Regions from separate parts of the Mus musculus genome. Here region 1 is linked to region 2. A link is a contact called in public Micro-C data. All regions are on one chromosome and are shown on one strand. The core of a region is the stretch at or near the end of the contact, and the rest is flanking DNA. Distances in the headings are between cores, read along the strand shown.

Evidence for each region. Hi-C and Micro-C count contacts between places; a contact is called where the count stands out from the background.
Region 1: a contact with region 2 is called in a Micro-C map of granulosa cells, with 1.5 times the contacts expected there. The contact joins two enhancer-like sites. A contact is called at or near these places in 5 of 484 Hi-C or Micro-C datasets (Kupffer cells, frontal cortex, granulosa cells and 2 more), 1 of 115 datasets of contacts at active chromatin or transcription factors (embryonic stem cells) and 1 of 9 other capture datasets (liver).

What each region holds. Positions count from the first base shown.
Region 1 is chr9:57,381,855-57,386,635 of GRCm38.p6, reverse strand. It overlaps a transcript of Ppcdc not described here. Among named protein-coding and RNA genes, the nearest start is that of 4930430J02Rik, 6.8 kb to the left of the region's middle. Within about 2 kb of position 1,800, at least 16 of the 459 cell types and tissues checked have an H3K27ac peak or open chromatin away from gene starts, as enhancers often do. A contact at or near this core is called in granulosa cells, where this site is marked.
Region 2 is chr9:57,314,345-57,319,815 of GRCm38.p6, reverse strand. The region is part of intron 1 of Gm39343 (a long non-coding RNA gene); the gene reads right to left. Among named protein-coding and RNA genes, the nearest start is that of Gm39343, 7.5 kb to the right of the region's middle. Within about 2 kb of position 2,340, at least 38 of the 459 cell types and tissues checked have an H3K27ac peak or open chromatin away from gene starts, as enhancers often do. A contact at or near this core is called in granulosa cells, where this site is marked.

The DNA of each region.
Region 1 (4,781 bases), core at 551-3,050, 67 kb before region 2:
CTGGACTTTGTGCCCCCCCTTTTTTTTAATTAAAGAGAGAAAGCAAGTTTATTTAGTACATTGCAAAGAATATAGCAAAAATAGCAATAACAGAGAAAACCCTAGTTTTAAAGAGTCAGAAATATTTTAATCCCAGCAAAAGCATAAATTATATAAATGATGGTAAAATAATTTTTTTTGGTCGTGGTGGGGATATTATTCTGTAGCCCAGGCTGGATTTTAACTCATTGTATAGTTCACACTGCCTCAAGCTCACAACAGTACCCTTGCCTCTGTCCCTCAATGGCTAGGATGCAAGTTTGAGGCAAGCCTGGTCTATGTAGAGAATTTCAGAATAGTCCACCTTTGGTAGTTTAAATAAGTAGTTTATATATTTGAATGCATAGTCACCAGGGAATGGTATTCTTTGATAGGATTAGAAGGATTAGGGGTGTGACCTAGTTAATAGACTCGTGTTACTCACTGAGTGTGGGCTTTGAGATTTCAAGAGCCCATTGCCAGACCCAGTCTCTCTCTCTTTTTGCCTCTCTGCCTAAGGATCAAGAGGTAACTCTCAGATACTGCCTTAGCACCTGCTTGCATGCCACCATGCTCCTTGTCATACTTGCCTTGGTGATGGTGCCTCTTCACAGCAACAGAACAATGACTAAGATACAAGTCTATACAACAAAGCCCATCTCAAAAGAAGAAAAAAAAAGGAAGAAAAGTGGGAGTTGGGGATGTAACTCGGAGGTAGAGTGCTTGCCCAGCATGCATAAAGCCCTGGCGTTGATGCCCAGCACTCCTTAAACTAGGTGTGATGCCAACCAACTGTCAGCCAAGCACTTGGTAGGTTAAGGTAGGAGAATCAGGAGTTCTAGATCAGCCTCAACCATAGAACAAGGTTGAGGCCAACATGGGCTACATCACACTATGCCTCTGAAGAAAGAAAGACAGGTGGGGGTGGGTGGAGAAAAGGCCAAGTGTGTGATCAGGAGCCCTTGAACATCATTGAGATTGTTGACTGAGATGGCAGCCAGTGTGCTGAGTGGATCCAAACATCACAATGGTGTGACCACTTGAAAGGCAATTTGGAGGTTTTGTACGACGTCAAGTATAGGGGCAGGAGAGGTGGCTTAGTGGTTAAGGGCACTGGCTGCTCTTCCAGAACACCTAGGTTTGATCTTCAGCACCCATACAGCAGCTCACAATCATCTGTAACTCCAGGGGTGAAGATGATATCTACTTCTGGTTCTAATAGAGCTCTCTGCTTCCTGAGCCACCAACAGGACGCAGCATGATGGGCCCATTGCCACAGGTGATCCCTTCTCAGCCTCCATGTTGAAATCAGCTGAACTGCCTGGAAGAGACTCACACTAACTGAGCCACCTGGAGGACAATCTCCAACCTGCTGAGCTGTCTGCAGGCTGTGCAGTGAGCTCTAGGTTCCCTGCTTTTGTGAGCTGTCAGTCATGCTGGGGTTGGCTTTGGTGATGCAGATGTCTTACAGTCATTCACGCTCCTGTATGTAACCCCAATAAACCTCATTGGTTCACCAGGTAGGACTTTGGTGATGTCCTTACTTTGGTCTGCTGTTAGTGCTCTATCTGGGGTGAATGGGCTGTGTCTGCCCAGGGATAGTCTTGTCACACAACCCTGGGACAGGTGAGGAGTCTTTACTCCTTTAAGTTCCTTGGCTGAACTTATTTGCTTTCACACTCACCAAGATACAAAGTCATTGAGTTGAGTTACAGTGACTTCCCTGTCATAATGGGATGTACTTCTGAACTTGAGCCAAAAGAAGGTTGCTCCTGTCTGGAGTTTAGTCATCAAGACAAGAAAATTAAGCAATACATTGCCCAAGGGAGTTGCCAAATGCACTTTAGATTAGAGTAACGTAACTCCACATGAGACCAAATCACAAAATAAGATGAGTTTAAAAATAAAACAGACAAACGAAAAGCCCCACAGGCTCTGGAAAGATGGTTCAGCTGTTAAAGTATTTATTGCTCTAGCAGGGGACCTGTGATCAATCCTCAGTAGCCACATAACAGCTCACAACTATAAATAACTCCAGTTCTGGGGATCTGATACCCTCTTCTGACCAGAACTCTCATAGTATACAAACACATACATGTATGTGTGTATTTATGCAGGCAAACACATACATAAAATAAAAACTTAAAAATCTTAGCCAAAATTCAAACCTCTAAAAAAGTATAAAAGTACAGTGTCTGGTGTCTAAGTTGAAAGTTATGACATATGCAAGAAATAGTGGGAACATATGACATGTTAATGATGAAACAAATCAACAGAGACAGACAGGAAAAGGCCAGAAGTAATAGAGCAGTAGACACAGACATTAAGAAAACAGTTACTGGCTGGCATGGCGGCTCATTCCTGTAACCCCAGTGTTTGGGAAGTAAAGTGAGACAACTGGGAGGGAGTTCAGGGTCATGCTGGCCTACACATGGAGTTTGAGCCCAGGCTGGCCTACACATGGAGTTTGAGCCCAGGCTGGCCTACACATGGAGTTTGAGCCCAGGCTGGCCTACACATGGAGTTTGAGCCCAGGCTGGCCTACACATGGAGTTTGAGCCCAGGCTGGCCTACACATGGAGTTTGAGCCCAGGCTGGCCTACACATGGAGTTTGAGCCCAGGCTGGCCTACATGAGACCCTGTCTCAAAAAACCAAAACAGAACACTCTAAAAATATAAGTGTAATCCATATAATTAGGAAGGTAGGCAAAGCCCAGCGGAGGCCCTGGAGAGTGGCTCAGAAGTTAGCTTAGTTTCCAAAGGGATGCAGTGGGCTGAGTTCAGGTTTTGGGCTGGAGAGATGATGTTGGCTCAGTGAATAAGAGCATGTGCTATTGTTCTTCAGTAGTTCAGCCCAAGCACCCCTGTCAGATGGTGTTCATCCCACCCGGCAAAAAATAAGGCATTACCACAATATTTGAGCCACATTTGAAACAAGCTTTATTTATTAAGCACTGGCTAGGATGATGGGCACTGGTCAGGTACATATCTGGGACCCCAGAGAATAGTCATAAATTAGGTTACTCGGGTGCTTATAAAGGCAAAACCCCTAAGGCTACAAACTTCCAGCCTTCATCCAATCAAGGGCAAGTATACATCCTGACCTACTTGCTGCCTACACATCTCCTGCCTACCTGTGCTAAAGCACACCCTGTGCAGTTGGGGCAACCAAGCTTGCTTATTTAATGAAAACACATGGCTTGTTATCTTATATGAACCATGCCTCCCCAGCATTCCTGGAAGTTATCCATCCTTAGGTAAGTGGGACTTAGAGTCTAGAGGGATTTTTTTTTTTTGTTTTGTGTTATAGATCTCTTAAACATAGTAATTAAAACTTAAAACAATTTTAACCCTTACAATGGCTCACAACCACCTTTACCTCCAACTCAAGGGTATTGGATGCCCTTGTCTGGACTTCTCTGACACTTGCACATATATGGCATGCACTCACACAGATACACAGACACACACACACACACACACACACACACACACAAATAAAAATAAATCTTAAAATATTCCCAAATGTAGATGAATATAATGGTGTATATCTGTATCCCTGGCACCCCAGATGGAGACAGGAATTCCTAAGTTCAAGTTCATCTATGAGAACAGATCAAGTTCAGGACTAACCTGGAATATATGAACTATCATCTAAAACATTATCTAGGCTATATAAATACCTCTGCTAATTTTTTTACATTTATCTACCCATTTTCTGTGTATATGTGCACCCACACATGTTATGGCTCACACAGGATAGAGGACACCTTACATGAATTGGTTTTCTTTTTCCACCTTTTTCCACCTTGTGGTCCAATTTCAACTCAGGTCTTTAAGCCTCTAGTCTGTGCCTGCAGATCTGTCTCTGCTGACCCTATAAAGAAGCTTAATATCTTGATAATAAAAACTCAAACTGCCCTCCAAAATGATTTAAGTGGACACCGTGTAACGCAAATTTAGAAGCTGCTTCTGCTAAGAAGCAGAGACTCCTTACTCGGCCCTGCAGGGTAACCACGGTGGGGTACGGCAGGCATCTCTGTCTTGTCACCATTGCTTTAAGACAGACTCCTGCTCAACTCTGTAGGTCTGTTCATCACTCAAGGGCGGTCTGCCTGAAAACTGGTGACCACGTTGATAAGCCCTACATTCACCTAACTGTTCAAAGGTACAAAGAAGAGCGCTGAGAGCATTTCACCTTTGCTTAAGTACAAACAATCTTCTCACGGCCCCCTTAGCCACCTTCCAAAGCCAGGACTGAGATCCCCAACAGTCAGAACACAGTTTGGCTGAGACTGCTTCATCATGCAAAAACCTGTCTCCATGCCTCAATTATCCATTTAAACCTAAAGCCCATGCCAATATCCTAAAGGTGACTGAAATGTTTGATCATGCTGATTAAAAGTCTTTTCTGCCAACATTACTTTTGTTTGCTTTCTTGGGGGCAAGTGGGCAGACCTGACTTACTGGAATCAGTCAAGGCCTTGGACCTTGGTTAAATCTCCACTAAAAAAGATATAAAAGTTGGACATGATGGTATATGTTGGGGGATGGTTTTGTGGAGTGTGCATTCAGATGCTAATTTCTGTTAGGGTTCAGAAGTTGCCCCACAAACCACATGAACAGCAATTTCAGTCATACTAGGATGGTTAATTGAACACACACCTAAAGCCTGATCAATCAGGGCAACAGCTGAAAGCTGTGTGTTGGACATTTCTCAGGGTCAACTTATAAAGATTAAAACCGCAAAACCCACAGTGAG
Region 2 (5,471 bases), core at 1,091-3,590:
AGTTGTGAACAGGAGAATTTCAGAACATTGAGATAACAGAGCATGACTATTATAATCATAAATGTTTGGCTTATTAGTAGCATTCTTCAGTGTCAGCCACAAAAACTATAGTGAGCTCATATGTAGGTGCAGGAATGGCTGCCCAGTGGTCAGCTCTGACTCAAGATATTTTAGATATAACAGTTCATTTTTTAAATAATATTTATTTATTATATGTAAGTACACTGTAGCTGTCTTCAGACACTCCAGAAGAGGGAGTCAGATCTCATTACAGATGGTTGTGAGCCACCATGTGGTTGCTGGGATTTAAACTCAGGACCTTAGGAAGAACAGTTGGCGCTCTTAACCATTGAGCCATTTCACCAGCCCAATATAACAGTTCATCTTGACCTTTGATTTGATGGGTCCTACATAAGGCTTTGCGGAATTTCATAAGATTATCAAACCTCATACAGAACATTCAGAATATACAGAACAAAACAGGAAATGTGGTCAGCATGTCCTTGAGCCAAGTCACTTCTCTGTGTCAATGACTGGCAGGCATGTTACAGCAATAATATGAAATAGCTGACAGACATGGAACAAAATGGTCACAGCTATTTTGGGGGGATGGGGTCAGACCACAACAGTGTTTTGCCTGTCTGCATGTATATATAGCTTGTACATGCCCAATGCCCAGAAGAGGGCATCTTCCATCTCTTTTTGGTCATCTCTGATCAACACAGCTGGTCACCCTTTTTCATTACCATCATGCCGTTGGTCTTCTTCCTCAGGAAGGTCATCTGTGCCTGCTTCAGGCTCTGCCTGCACGCTAGTCTGATCTTTCCTCACAGAGGCGCTGCTTTGCTCTCCTGTGTTTGGTTTTGGAAACCCAAGACAAGGGGCTGACATGCATATTTTACACATCAAAGCAGACCTGGCCTCCAGGTTCTCCCAGCATCCCTCAGGTGCTATCTGGCATACCCTGCCCCCAACCCTGAACTGTCCAGCCCAGGGGCTGGGCTGCCCTTCCCCCAGAGGCTCTTCCCTATGTAAACTAAATGTTTTGGTCTCTTCCTCTCTCTCCTCCTTTCTCCTCCTTCTCTCTCTTCTCTCTCTGTGTCTAAGCACTTTCTCTCCCTCTTCTCATTTCTCTCTCCCCATGGTGACTTCCCTGACTTCAGGCTTGGGGCCAGTAAACTTACCCACCTGAGAGCAGCTACCCAATAAACCTGATAAATATAATTCCAATAAGTATAATCTAATCTATCTTGAATTAGCTCATTTTACTACTTGCGGAGAAATAACCTATCAATGTGTGACACTATTCCTGGGAGACTGAAGAAATGTCAACTCTCCCCATATAGGAACTGACAAAGAAACAAAACCAAGAATGCCATTTTAGTGCAATGTGGGGAACCGTTGAGTATTACCGTCGTTACTGGCAGAAATGTATATGGGTGAGGGGTTCCTTGCAGGAGCAGGAATGATTCTAAGGCAGCTGTATCCCCAGAGCTCACCCCAGCATGATTGACAGCTCACTGGGTTGGACAGTGTCCTTTTAGGTGCCCCCATTGGTCTGAGCCTCTTCCAGGCAGTCCCACTAGTCTGGGAGAGTCTCTGAGCAGTCCTTACAGTTTCCTGGATGCTTGGGGAGGGAGGTCTAGTGAATCCAATCCATTTCAGGAACTTCCTGAAGCTATTTTGAGTTGTTCAGTGAGCTTAATGGGCTTCCCCACAGGGTGGAAGGTTTCATCTCTCTTGAGAGCAATCTGTGTCTCCCTGAGCTTCGCTCCAAGACGGACAGCTTTACCTTGGAGGAAATTGCTGCGTGAGAGCTCTTCTTGTGGCTTATCCTTATCTCTACTGTGTGCTGTGCTCTTTGTCAATTTTTCCAGCGTGTTCAACAGAGAATCTGCTTTTTAATTTTATCTGAGTCAGCTCCTCCTTAGTGTCCTGAAGGTCATGGCTGGTTGTCCACTCCTAGGACTGAAGCCACTTTTGTCCCTTCCGGCGGTGTTTCCTGATACATGCTGGCATTCAGTGGGACTCTCCGCATCGCATCAACAGGAGGAGGAATGTGTGCTGGAGAACGATATGTCCTGTCCCATGAAAGCTGGTCCAAATCAAATGAGGAACTGCAGTTTCCTTCCTCGATATAGAGCTTTCCACCCCCTGGCAGCTTCAAACACGGAAAGCACCCGCGCTGACACACTAACAAAGAATGATGCAGGGGAGTGGCAGGGAGCTTCTAGGGAATTGCTGAAACATTTTAATAAATGAAGTTTTTAAAGAGACAAACCTGAGGACATGATTATAAATCTATAGATATTTTGCTGGGCTCAAAATTCTTCTCAGCCTCTGCCAGGCTTGACTGCTCTTTGCTGATTGGTCCAGTTCTTCACCCTATTTGAATGTCCACATTAAGCTAATCTTGCCCCAGATGGCATCCTGTAAATCTGAGCTTCGGTGGTGGAGGACACACACAGCGCCTGAGAATTCAGTGGAGGAATGGTCATTGGCCACAGGATTCCCAGAGGGGATCTTTTCCTTCCCCAGCCTCCAAGGCTCTATAGCTTGGTCGATGACAGGAATCCCTTCCTGATCCACTTTCCAGCTGGCAGATGTAGACCACTCATCACTTCACTTCAGAGGTCTCTTCCAGAAGCTTGGAAAACTGTAACCCTTCTCAGACCTGCAGACCTGCTCTGCCAAGGATGGCTTTTGATGGCTTCTGATGTTTTTGGGAGCGTTGAACTAATACTTCTCAGAGCTGTACAGGTTCTTGGGCTACTCAGGAATTAACAATAAAGTACCTCCAGTTTGCAACCTGAATATCTGCCTGTTCTGATCTTGGAGTAGGGTGGGCAAGAACCTGGCAGGTGAAAGGACCAACCTCCTTTGCTTTGCACCTGCAGTCAGATTAGTATCTAAAGCCTTTCCAGCTTTATTCTGTCACCCTTTCCTGCCAGGCATTTCCTTCCTTAACATACTGAATGCCATATTAACATATTAACACTGAACACAGCTGATGCACAGAGCAACCCACAACTTTGCTGTGTTTCAAGAAGATTGCTTCCCTGTCAGATTCTTGACCGATGGAGAGTTGAGAATCTCAAATAATCCACTTGAGTTTACCCAATACATTTTGTCATGTTGGTAATATTGCTAGCCATCTCCTTAGGTGAAAGCTTGAAACTGTAGCTCAAGATGCGGGGGTCAGGGGTTTCTCTGTGAAGCGTTGGCTATCCTGGAACTCACTGTGTAGACCAGGCTGGTCTTAAACTCACAGAGTTCTACCTTGCCTCTACCTCCCAAGTGCTGGGATGAAAGGCATGTGCCACCACAACGAAGAATTTCTGATTTCAATGAGGCAAAATAGATCCTGAGATGATGTCCCAGCCAGGCCAAGATGACCTGGACTGTTACCATGGAAATGTTCAATGCTCCACTTTATTTTTTTTTTCCTATATTCTACTGAAACCTGGCTGCTTTTTAATTTTTTTATTGCATTCATTTGGGGTCAGGGAGAGGTGTGGTGTCAAAGGACAACTTGCAGTCTATTAAGCTTGAACCTCCTTAGCACACTCCAGCTTGCTTTTGCAGTGTATTCTGGGTTTAAGATCATTTCGTCACAAGCCTGCTATCAGCCACATGATGGTCAGAGCATTAAAAGGCTCATAGACAACATCATAAAGTAAGGATTTATGAAAGAACTCAGTGGGGAAACCCCCACTCAGCTCCCGATTCGGCGTGCACCCAAGAATCACGAATAGAACACAACACCTTGATGTAACAACAAGAGGTTTTTTAATGGCGGAGCTCCGGGTCGAAACGTATCTCACATAACAGGAGACAGTGGATTCGACCACGAGGCTTGGAAGCTAGGGGTTTTTATAGAAAAGGAGTGGGGCTGGGGGAGGAATTGGCGCGGTTTCACATGATTGGTCCATTTAAACATCAGCAGCCTGTAACATTTAACTTAGGTCAGAGGGGTGGGAGCTAGGGAGGCGATGGGCTTGCATGTCCTGGTCTGTTCTGCTATGTTCTCAGCCCCAGGTTTCAAAGCTCAGAAACAACTCTTTGGGCTATTTAACATACATTACATGAATTACAGTTTTATTTCCTTTCATTTACAAGAACAGTAACAATTCAGAAGTTTAAAATAATATCTAGGCACAGTGGCTGCCTAAATTAGTTTATTTTGCTTCGATGAAACACTATGACCAAAACCAAGTCGGGGAGCAAAGGATTTATATGGCTTACATTTCCATATGACAGACCATCAATCAAAGGAAATCAGGACAGGAATTCAAGCAGGGCAGGAACCTGAAGGCAGGAGCTGCTGCAGAGGCCACAGAGGAATGCTGCTTACTGACTTGCTCAGTCTGCTTTCTTAAAAAAACTCAGGACCACCTGGCCAGGGGAGGCACCACCCACAATGGGCTGGGCCTTCCCTGACCAATTGCTAATTAAGAAAATGCCTTACAGGCTTACTTACAGCCTGTTCTTAGGAAGTCATTTTCTCAGCTGAGGTTTCCTCCTCTCAGATAGCTCTAGTTAGTGTCAAGTTGACATAAAGCTAGTCTGCACAGTGGCTCGCTCCTATAGTCTCCGCTTGTGGGAGGCAGGGCTGAGAAGACTGTTGACTTTGAGGCCAGCCTGGACCGGAGTGACACTTTGCCTCAAAAGAGAGTTTAAAACAACAATCGTATTGTTGTTTTAAGCCTAAGAGCCTGGAGAAATGACTCAGTAGATAGACTGTTGTTGCAGAGAACCTGAGTGCGGCTTCCAGCACCCATATGATGGCTCACAACCCCCTGTAACTCCAGTTCCCGGATATCCGACTCTCTCTTTTGCCCTCTGTGGTCTCTGCCTAATGTGGTGACGGTGTGGGTGGATACTTTGCCTACAGAGGAGCAGAGATCTAGGCGAGGACCTCAGTTTGTCACAGCCCTTTCGGACTCATGACACTGCATCGTTGTAAACTCCAACATTTCTTGTCCGGACAGTAGGAGTGTCCTGCTAGAAAACCTCTCTATGTCTAATTTGTCCCTCTGAATCTCAATGAAGTCACAAAGGCCATAGGTAGGTAGCTCTAGCCAACCTTGAAAGCTCCGTTTGAAAGCTCCGTCCTCCTATGTGCTAAGATTATAGACATGCATCACCACTCCTGGCTTGCGGAAACTATGAGTAAATTAATTAATTGTACCTGTGTGTTTGTATGTGTGGTGTAGGTAGAGGACAACTTGCAGGAATCGGTTCTCTCCTTTTATCCTGTGGGTCTCAGGCTTAGAGGCAAGTGCCCTTCCTCCCTCAACCATCTCAGGAGTGTGTGTGTGTGTGTGTGTGTGTGTGTGTGTGTGTGTGTGTGTGTTTGTCTGTGTGCCCCCAGTGCTGGGGTTACAGGCATAAACAGCACACACAGCTTTTTTGTTTTTGTTTTGTTTTGTTTTTTGAGACAGGGTTTCTCTGTGTAGCCCTGGCTGACC